Regions from separate parts of the Gossypium hirsutum genome. Here region 2 is linked to region 1. Evidence: chromatin contacts called from public Hi-C data. All regions are on one chromosome and are shown on one strand. The core of a region is the stretch at or near the end of the contact, and the rest is flanking DNA. Distances in the headings are between cores, read along the strand shown. Region 1 overlaps LOC107919946. Region 2 has its middle 31 kb from the start of LOC107919830.

Region 1 (6,175 bases), core at 706-3,205:
ACTCCACTTCTTGCATTCCAATATCAATTCTCTTTTGACAGAATTTATCTCCATGCCCTAAACAATCACATAAAAAACAAAATAAATATAATTTTTCATATCTGAATTTCACATAAACAAAGCTTGATTGTGTTTACATGACTTTTTTTCCTTCTCTTTAACGGTTTTCACACATCTAATTGAACCCTAATTCACATAAAATTTTTATAACTCTGATTTGATTGCTTTGTATCATATTTTAGAAACTTACCAACAAAGTTCCCAAGTTACCTTGCCAGTTCCTCGAAGTAAAACCCTGGCACAAGATCATGCATTTGTACCCAAAATTCAACAAACACCAAAGGTACAAAATTTGGGTCTTCTCCCTTCCTCAATCGATGTAACACAAGAAGATGATTATTAAAAGTCCACGGTGAACCCCATAAAACACGATCCATATCAACTTCATGGAAGAACTAAAACAAATAGCGTTTTTCCCCTAATTTTGAAATTTGAATTCATTCCAACGGGTGCCATAAGTTAGTCATAGTATTCCTCATGGCTGAAAAGTGTACCACGCTTGCTGTAAGATAGCACCCTACCAAACATATATCATACACTGATTTCTTTAAAATAGATTCCACCCCAAATTGCAAGGCTTCTTCTTCTTCTTCTTCGAGGCTTAAATCTGTCAACTCTTTTTCCATTGTAAAACCCTGTTTTTCGTCCATATTTTCCTTCAATCTCTGCCTTCAATTTAAAAAAATAGACAACTAAACCGACTCTTCAAAATCAATAAAAAATCTTTAGAATTCTTTTTAGAAAGATGAAAAATTCTTGTCGGTGCTAAACCAAACCCTAACCGCAAACTTTTGTTTTTTCCGTGCTACAAACTTTGGCCAATTTAAATTTTATACTAATATAATATAATAAATATTGTTTTAATTATGTTTTTTATAAAAATTAATAGGTGTCGTTATAACTAAATTATATATAAGCCAATTACCTAGGCATTTAAGGAATGTGTATACATGTCCCTTTGGAACTTTAGAAAAAAAACACTATTAAAGGATTATGTCAGCCTTTGTTGAGAATTTAATTAAATTCAGAGTTAGAATGCATATATTTGAAAATATTTACATATTAAAATTTCTTTTAAAATAAAATAAAAGAAAAATGAAAGATTTTAGAATATTTTCAATTTGTAATTTAGTATTTGAATTATACATATTTTTAAATTTGATATTTAAGTTTTTTATCCTCAATTTGATACCTATGGAACTATTCCATCAATTAATTTATCTCAAGCAATTATAAAAAATTATGTGACAATAATAGATTACTTCACGACAATCACGTCTGAACATTTAAAATAAATAAATAAATAAAATCCATATCATTTTTATAATTGCATATATAATATTCCATGTAAAAGTAACATTAAATAGCTAGTAAGATTTAACTAAGAAAAAAATGAAAACTCTCTCTTCAACATTATCAAACTTTCTTGGGAGCCAAACATCCTTGCTTCGTTTTTTTTTTACCCAATCTTCATATTTTCGTGAAATTTTCATAAAATCTGAAAGTCAAAAGGACAAAACGCACATGTGTATTCATTCAATTCTCTACTTAAAAAAAAAACATAAAATGTAAATAATAATTAACTAAGAAAAAAATTTTAAACCATTCTATTCAAAATAATCAAACTTTATTGGAAGCCGAACACCCTTTCTTCATCATTTTGTCTACTCTTCATCCTATTTATCAACTTAGCCTCCATTCTTCATGCATTCAAGCTCATAGGTTTCGGCCTTCCTTCCCCTTTCTTTTTCATTTTCCTTTCAACCCCCACATCGCCTTTCTATATTTTCTTTTTCCTTTTTAGGTGTGAATTTAGCAATTACTTCTACCATTACCAAAACCTATTCTGAGATTTGTTGGATTTGATAAACTTGTATGTATATAAGATGCAATAAAGAAGAGATAAAAGTACAAATACAAGATGGAAAATTTATGCATATAAAAGGAGAGGGATGAACAATAAGTGTTTCCCAAAAATATGATTGAATAAACCAGAGAACAAAGCAAACATGAAAAAAATGAGAAGAAAAATAATGTACGCACGTGTAAATGAAAAAAAGTTGTTTTTTAAATATTACTCTTCCACGTGTCCGTAGCTGCCACTAACAGCTTAAGTAAATTAATGGACGAGATTCTTCCATAAATACCACATTCAGATATAGTTATATATATTAATTTCAATAAATTGGTTTTTTTTTAATTTTGTAATTTTTTTCAAAAATTTGGAAAGTTTTATCAGTTTTTAAATAATATTTTGAATTTTAAAGATTATAAATTTTATATTTTAAAATTTTTATAATTCTTTAGGTTTTTTTAATATTATATAATTTTTACGATTGTATTTGATAAGTGACCAATCTATTTATTTTTAAAATTAAGAGGACTCAATATATTTACATCAAGTTAAGAAAAAGAAAAAAGGAAACCAAGCCTCTAAACCTCTAAACTAGATTGCTTTTTGAAAATTCCGTTCGATTCCAACTCTAATAATTCGATTATTATTTATTTTACTTTTTAATCGAGATTTCTAAGGTTTGGCAGTGCAATGGTGATGCCATCCATGTCTGAATTTTGTTATTATACACGGAGTAAAGTAGCAAAAAGATATATATATATATATATATTGCGTTTACTGGTATAAAAACTTTGATATTCCGTTCCATGGATTCCAAGCGCAAAGTTACATCTACCCTTCATGTTTTCTGTATTTTTATTTCTTTAGCAAACTCCTTCAACTGAAAAACCAAAATTCATTTCAATTAAAGAATATTATTATACGAATGCTCTTATCTTTTAATATTGAAATTATATCGATCAAGTCCTTCTATCACTTAATCATGTACCATAATGTAAAATGAAAATTTTAAAGAAAAATAAAATGAAAGTGAATGATGAAGCTTCAAAGCTTTTTCAGAACCTTCAAATTCAAGACCTTCCTTACATGGAAATGGTATGTTGAGAGCTTCAAATAATAACATGTAGCTTAGTAGATTGATGAAGTTTGCTTTAAGAACAAAAAAAAAAAAAAGGAGCTCGTTTATTTTATATATGAATCATGGTTCTCACAATTTCAAGCTGATGGAAGAAATGATGTTAATAAATTGTGACCTCATTTGGACTCTATTCAATGATTCTCAAACTACCATACCAAATATCAGAGATTTTGAGCAGATTCAGACCTCATATAACGTATCACTGCTTTTGTAGGGCCTCTTGATCCAGTCATCAGCAGGATCACCTTGCAAAGATTACTTGCTCCTTCCAAGCCCCAACATCATATATACTTAAATGACTCATAGCCATGCTTTCTTTTCATATCTTAACGAGACTTTTATAAACTTATTTCTGTTTGTTATATATAGATATGGAATGAATGGTGAAGCATTGGAAGATAGTTCAGTCCGTCAAAGAGAAACGAGGAACACTACAAACATTATGGAAACAACAAATAGCATGAAATACAAACACAACTATGTAAGATTTCAGGAGCACCATTTTATCCCCTTAAGGAATCTTGTAAATTCAGAATATGTGTTTTGGAACGTGCAGTACTGTCTATTTATTCTAATTGCCTCTAGATTCACAACGCAATCTATATACACAAGTGTTCAAATTTATCAATCTTATAATGTATACTTTTTAAGCAATTAATAAAATTTGTTTGTAAATTTAAATATATAAGCTGTATTTTAAATATTAAAATCACTTCCAAACTCAAATGTATGATATCTATTTGATAAAAATTTCATAAATAATGTATATCTAATATAAGTATTACAAAAAATATATATTTACTGTTTGTAATTTAAGGTGAATTGTACACCCTGTATACCCCATATAAGTGAGGGTATCAAAACTAGTTACCCAAAAGCCAAAAGCACTTCATCTAGCTTTTTGGTTTGGTTTGAACGGAAATGTCAGTTTAAAGGCAAAAGTTGATTGTTTAGCATTGTTGTCAACAAGTAGTTTCGGACAGCCAAGAAAAAACAATGCTAAACGGGCCATGCTAGAACTTGCCATGAGTGTACCATTGCTCATCAGAAATTGTGACAGTCAAAATTTATCTCAATCAGCATCACCCTAGCTTCTAAAAAATTACTAAGTTGGCAGCATAGACTTTCAGTAGATTACTTGAATATCATTCTAGATCTCAATCCAATCCAAGCAAAAAAGGAGAAGAAATATACTTTAGAAATGAACATGATGAACTTTCTTTCCGATGTAGTGCAACAGCCAAATGAAAGAAACGCATTCACCATGTCGTAAATTCCTATCAGCAGCAGAGATATACAAGCATAAATTCAAAAGCAACTTGCAATAGGATGGAACAGACAACAATGAGTGACTAATGTAAACATACTACGCAGAATTTCTTCGCATATTTTGCACAATTGTAGAATCAGAATGGCTTTTCATACCCCTGGGATGGTGGTTGCTCCCATGCTGGCAAAAAGCCTGCAACAGATTATCAAAGGCTTCTCAGGGTAGAAAAATAAATAAGTTGAAAAGTATGAAAAAGAATTCACAGCATAGCCATATTTACTTAGAAGCTCGTATGCATAATATAACTTATTTTGACCAACAATAAGTATGAAACCAGTAGCAAGAGTTTTACGTTAAAATGCAATATGGAATAAAAAAAAGGGGAAAAAAGTCCAAAGGCCCAGAAATCAAGGAAAAGGTTTTTGGCCTGATGGAAAACCCGTGAGACCATAAAACTTATTCATAAAAGTTTACAGCTATCCCAGGATGTTCTTACTCTTAGAAAGCCTCCTATGGGAGGTAACTTTCCCCACCACACATCTTAGCACCTGATTTACATGAAATAGAAAAGAAAATCCAAAATTAGTATAACCCTTGGGTCATTGCAAAAGCCCGGTTCTTGAGAATTCATTTTTGCTCGGGTTATGGAGAGGAAGAAAAGTCACCAAAGGAGATACAATAAAGGGTTAGCTATTTATTTCTTTTCCAAATAAAACCTAGGAGGAAATAGGTTCAGAATTACTGAGTTAGTCGCTATATGGTCGATTTATCACTTGAACAAAATTTCCACATTTCTCTTAACCTTCTCCAAACACGAGATTCTAGCTTTTTCTCTTCTTGCATCCGTCCTACTTTTTCTTTATCAAGTTATTCTTTCGAATCTGTTCCATCCAGAACTGACAAGTAAACTATCTAGCATCTAGGCAACTTGCTTGCACATACAAGAAGTTTCATAATCCTTAGTGGGATAATAGTTCTTTCAAATCATAAAATGCAAATAGTTTTGTTACTTAATGCTTCCTTTAGCACATACCAGCCAGTTCTACAGGCACGCTCTTGGTAATTCCAGATGCTGAGCATATACATGTGTTTTCTGTTAGCAAACACCATTTGGTTTCTTTCAAAAGGAGTTCTCCAGGATCAACAAACTTGGGCTAATTTGGTGACATATACTAATCTAATCCCTTTTAGCAAAAGCAGTATACGAAATGGTGGAAATTAAAGAAGAAATGAAAAGTAAATTCTCTGAAGTCCTCCAAAAAGAGCCTAAAAGAGAAAGCGGTTTCCTTGAATTTTCTTTCTTTCCTTTAGCAGCTTTTAAACATTTATCATGTTTCCGCAATATTCAATTGATGCATGAATGTACTGACAGATCACATGGGTCAACTGCAGACTAGAGCCATAAGAAAACAAACCAGAAAATTAAATAGGAGGCATACTTAATGGTATTTCCCCCAGGGACATATATATCGAGTCGTCATCGGCAAGAGTTCCCTGAAAAAAATGCAACATATTACTCATCAAGCAAATGCTTAACTTATTCAACTGAAATGCTTTAGTATAGCTGTTCTTTTAAAAAATACTAATACTAATAATCACCATCGCAATATCAATCTTTTAAGAAACTTAACTTCTAGGAAAACTCAAAATTTTCATTAATATTAAGGTCAGTTAGTATCGAGATGCCAGGTGTAAATAACATAAGGATTTGTACACAGAATGAACATCCTACCACAGCAATTAGTGTTGTACCTCTCCATTATGTAGGCCAATCTCATTCTGCAGAGGATTGATGTCCTCAGTCTGCAGACTGTTAATGCTTTCATTTTGTAGAGGGTGAGCATTTATATCA
Region 2 (5,532 bases), core at 281-2,780, 51 kb before region 1:
AATCTAAACTTAGTTTATTAATTATTGTTTCGTGTTGTACATTAATATCTCATCACATTATTTTTTTAAAAAAAATCTGATTTCATTAAATTTTTAAAAATCATCTTATTTTGCTAATTGTCAAAAATATTCGATATTTACGATTCTCGAGAAAATTGTGCCCTAACTTACCGGGCTTCAATTCTTCTCGATGAATTTAGATAATCACGTATTCATTTTATTAAAACCATACAATTGTTAAAATAAAGTTCTTAAGATTTCAAAATATTGGATCCTAACTTACTGGATACGATATTTTGTTATCTCGATTTTAAAATAAAGGCAACATTTGATGTTTAAGAATTTCGAAAAATTAAACTCTAACTTACTGGATTCTGATTTCTCGATTGACTTAAATAATCAAATAACCTTAAAAAAATACATGATTTTCTTTAAAAAAAAGGACAAATTTAATTTCAAAGATTGAATTGTAGCACCCTAACTCACTGAGTGTGACAATTTATTTCTTCGAAATAAGTGCGTCCTATCGTTCAATTTAGTTCATTCGAGTTTTCTCACCAAAAGATCGTATTTTAAAATCTTTCCAAAGTTTCGACACTAAGACATTAAACAATCAATTTGGTACCAATTTTGGGCGTTACGAGGGTGCTAACCCTTCCTCGTGTGTAACTGACTCCCGAACTTATTTTCTCAAATTTCGCAGACCAAAATCATTTTTAATGGTGAACCGATCACACCTCAATAAAAAATCGGTGGCGACTCCCATTTTTCATTTTTAAAATCGATCCCATTTTTCAAAATAACATCAATTTTTAAAAAATGATTTCGATAGTTACCAAATTGGATATGAACACTGATAACAGAGTAAGAGGCCGTTTTGCCCGGAAGGCGGTTTATATCAATTTGGAGAGGCCTCTGGTTTCTAAAATTTTAATTAATAGCAAAGTACAAAAATTCGAATATGAATTTTGATTGGTGGTTTACTTTCAGTGTGGAAGAAATGAACATGTTAAAGAACAGTGCACCTTCAAGGCATCTGAACACAACACCGGAGATGAATCACTGCTGACTGGTTTATCACCAAATTTTGGCTATCAACATGATGTTGGAGAATGACAAAACTTACGGGTCGTAGATGTTAGTGGAAAAGAAATCTAGGCGAAAGGCTAGGGATCTCCCGCAGTTGAATGCTGAAAATCTAGCGAAGAACAAGGGAATGTTTTAGTTTAAAGTATTGATAGAGTTGGAACTAAATGCTAGGGTTTCTTTTGGTGATCAGACTAAGGTGATTGACAGTCGATGTAATAAAGAGAAAGGAATAATGAATGGTGACCACCAAAAAAGAAACCTTAAGGCAAAGCAATGATCATCTGGTAAGTAAATTAGTGGACAAAGGCTCACCTAATAAATTGGGTTTTAAAAATATTGCTGGCCTGGTGAGATAAAATGGAGCTGCTAGTGGGTTGTCTGTTGGGCTTGGTGCGACTAGCAGGTTGGCTAATGGTAATCATTCAGGAAATGGCGAGTCTAGGAAGAATATAAAAGAAACTAATGAGCGGTTGGATCTATGTGGCCCACTTGAAGGTATGCCTCTTTCTAAGGTGAACAAAGCTATATAGGACTTGAAAGATAGCAGACACCCAAAGCTGCTATCATCAAACAGTATCCGATGAAGAATGATGAGACTGTTGATTCAGAATTTGAGCCATTTAATGGAAATGACGGGGATTTTTTAGAATCTAATTTTGCTCCGTGCTCAACAATGGAAGGAATGAAGGGTATTGCGTCGGAGGTGATGATCCACAACCTTGACCCCAACAAACACACGACTGTGATTTTTAAGGAGAACAAAGATTCAAAAATCGATTCTAACGACAAGGGGAACAATGGAATAATTGTGGAGAAGGCAGTGGTTCGCTAATCTGGAAAATGGAATGGTGATAATCTCGGAGGTGGGAACGGGAGACTATGAACTACTTGATTGAGATTATTTCGACTAATAACAGAGGGGAAATCAACTTAGGTGATTCTGTTAGATTAAAGGAGCATCTAGCCTGAATTGATCCTCATGGACAGGAAGACTGTATCTCTCTTTTTAATTTTTTTTAACGTTTAATTTTTTATGAATTTAAAATTAAAATTTTTTTCATGGAACTGCCAAGGGTGCGCTAGCAGTAAATTTCTTTGAGTTTTTCGTGAATATAATGTATAATTTAATCTGGATATATGATGTTTGTTGGAACCGAGAATAAGTAGTAAAAAAGAAAATTATGTTACTGGTAAATTGGGGTTTAATTTTCTTACTGTGTTGAAGCTGTTGGCTTTTCAAGAGGCATTTGGGTGGTTTGGAAAGATCCCATTAAGATTCAGATTATCCAAAATCATCCTTAGTTCATTCTCATTCATGTTGATGATATTATTTCTACTAATTCCATTTTTATCTCATTTGTTTATGGTAATCCTGATAGGAAGAAACGAAGACTACTTTGGGATAGTTTGAAATCTGTGTTACTGCATATTTCCTCTCCGTGGTTAATAATGGGTGACTTCAATACTATTCTCTCACCTGATGATAAAAAAGTTACTGTGCCACTGGAAAGAGATGCAATTTTTTTTGGTAATTTTGTTTATTCTTGTGATTTGCAAGATCTGAGATACAATGGTCCTTCCTTTACTTGACAAAGAGAAAGTACGTTTGAAAGACTAGATTGGGCATTGACTAATAATGCTTGGATGACAACTTTCATTCAATATTTAATTTATCACCTTTTGTGCATGAAATTTGACCATAGACCCATTCTGTTGGATACAAGATTGGATCTCAATTTGGCTAGAGGAAGACCTTTTAAGTTTCTAGCAGGGTGGACTAAACACGCAAGCTTATCATGTTTTGTCAAAGATAAGTGGAACTATGTGGGTAATATGGCTGACACTCTTACTGATTTTACTTAGTATATTAAAGATTGGAATAAGAATGTTTATAGATTTCTAGGTTCCCGTAAGAGGTATCTCATAAGGAAGATTTTTATAGTCCAAGCAACTTTAGACCACTCTGATTCAAATCATTTAGTCCAACAAGAAACAGAGATCTGTGATAAGTTGGAAAATATGCTTAACCATGAGAAGTTATTGTGGAGACAAAAGGCGAGGTGTGACTGGCTTCATTTAGGGGACAAGAATACAAAATTCTTTCATAGCCGCACGATACAAAGAGGAAAGCTTAATCACATCATGGCCTTACGACTCGATAGTGGAGAGTGGTGTTTTGATCAGAGCAGACTTCAAATTGAGGCATTGGATTTTTTGAGAGATTGTATGGAGAAGTCTCAGCATCCATAAGAGATCTTTCGTCTGATGTTTTCCCTCGCATTGGTTCTTCGGATATTGCTTTCTTAGGGAAACTAGTAACAAATGTTGAGATTAAGAGGGCTTTATTCAATATGGCTCCGCTAAAAACCCCCGAAAGTGATGGATACCACACACTCTTTTTCCAGAGCCAGTGGGATATCGTTGATAGTACTGTTTGTGAGTGGGTGCAAGGAATTTTTGTAGGCAAATCCATTGATTCAAAATTGAATAATACTCCGATTGTTTTAATTCTAAAAAAGACTGTCTTGAGAACTTCAGCCAATTTCGACCCATTAGTCTTTGCTCTGTCCTGTATAAGTTGGTGATTAAAGTGATTACAAACTGATTTAAGATGATATTCCCCAACTTTATTTCTCAAGAACAAGCCAGATTCATTGATGGGCGCAATATCTCTGATAATATTATTATAGCTTAGGAAGTCATCCACACTATACGAAGAAAACGAAATGGGAAGAATAGAATGGCAATTAAACTTGATTTAGACAAGGCATATGACAGAGTGAATTAGGCTTTTATTGATGCTTCCTTACAAGCTTTCGGGGTTCCCGATTTCCTTTGGAAAGTGATCATGTCATTCATATCTTCTTCTACCATGCAAATTCTTTGGAATAGAGTTCCTACTTAGAAGTTTAAGCCGGTGAAGGGGATTCATCAGGGTTGTCCACCTTCGCCATATCTGTTTGTTATGTGCATGGAATGGCTAGGTCATATTATTTAATCGAAAATTGAAGTTGGTAGGTTGAGGCTTATACACCTTTCAAGAATGGGTTCTACTCTTTCCCATCTATTCTTTGCAGACGACTTAGTTTTTTTTGGTAAAGTAGAACCTGACTAAGTTCGTTTACTGGAGAAAATTCTGAATCATTTTTGTGAATTTTTTGTACACAAAATTAGTGTAAGGAAAAACAATATTTACTTTTCTAAGGGAATTGAAAATGAGATGAGCAATTATATTAGTTCAATGCTTGGTTTTCAAGAAGTTTAGAACCTTGGTTTGTACTTAGGGGTACCTTTCATTCATGATAGGGTTATTAATAGTACCCTAAGTTTTGTGCTTGATAAGGTGAGATGCAAGCTAGAAAATTGGGACGCTGAAAGTTATCCATGTTAGGGTATGCCCAAAGATCAATCATGAGATGGTTGTAATAACATACTTGATTTATCATGTTTATTAATATAAGGCGTTACCATTATTATTTCAGTTTCTTTTCTGTGTGTACAGATAAAATGTTTTATAATAATGTCCTGAGAATAATATGATTATTCTTAAAAGGTCCTTAGTCAAGTATTATTGTTGATAGGACAACGATAACGCATTAAGACTAACATGTAGTTGATTGATGATAAAGAGTTGTCATTGATATGGAGTGTCAGAATCGATGCATGAATATGTGTGTTAGAGAACAACATGTTGGACTAACCCGTTATGAGTATGTTTCTTGGATTATTATGTAATTGTCATAACATTACTCATAGTGATTAATATGTATATGATCCTCAGACTTGAGATCATCATAATCCCAACATCATGAGTTGTATATTTTGATACAGTCAAACGTACACCGTAACTGGTTGTTCTATAAAAGCTGATGTTGGATATACCACAATCTATGTAGAGGGATATGGTTGATCGATATAGGATAAGTCCCTTCTACATAATGGGAGTAATATCTTAGGCTACTTGATTGAGTGAGACTAAAAATGCATGGCCATGCTCAAATAAGCTGATATGAGATGTCATACTTATTTGTATATCATAGTCTACTTAAGATATCAAGGAACATGGAATAGACTATACAAGTGTGGCTATTCCATGACTTGTGTTCAATCTAGAGATAAAGGACTTAAGGATTAGTGCATGAAAAGATTAATCATAAAAAGGTTACGTCGAATCATGATTTCTTGTGACTTAGGTAGTAATGGTGCATTGCTAGGTGCCACTCATTGTTTGTAACATTGGAATCGTTCTAACATTACTGCTAACGTTACAAGAACCTCCAGGGTCACACCCTATAGTTGAAATGAACGGAATAAAACATAATTGATATTGTGTTTGGTTGTCGCATGAATTAAATTAATTATAGAATTAATTTAATTGGGTAATCAAATATCGAACACATTATATATACAAGGTTGTTGTACACATAATGAGAATATGATTTT

The links. Hi-C and Micro-C count contacts between places; a contact is called where the count stands out from the background.
Region 2: a Hi-C map of fibers shows a contact between it and region 1, with 2.2 times the contacts expected there. The contact joins two enhancer-like sites. A contact is called at or near these places in 6 of 34 Hi-C or Micro-C datasets (fibers, hypocotyl, leaf and 1 more).

The regions. Positions count from the first base shown.
Region 1 is chrD13:46,724,906-46,731,080 of Gossypium_hirsutum_v2.1, reverse strand. It overlaps LOC107919946, which reads right to left. Exons shown (of 5, transcript XR_001690499.2): 2 at 6,076-6,175; 3 at 5,739-5,817; 4 at 4,421-4,515; 5 at 4,164-4,330. Among protein-coding and RNA genes, the nearest start is that of LOC107919946, 5.7 kb to the right of the region's middle. Within about 2 kb of position 1,955, at least 1 of the 9 cell types and tissues checked has an H3K27ac peak or open chromatin away from gene starts, as enhancers often do.
Region 2 is chrD13:46,776,194-46,781,725 of Gossypium_hirsutum_v2.1, reverse strand. No RefSeq gene overlaps it. Among protein-coding and RNA genes, the nearest start is that of LOC107919830, 31 kb to the left of the region's middle. Within about 2 kb of position 1,530, at least 9 of the 9 cell types and tissues checked have an H3K27ac peak or open chromatin away from gene starts, as enhancers often do.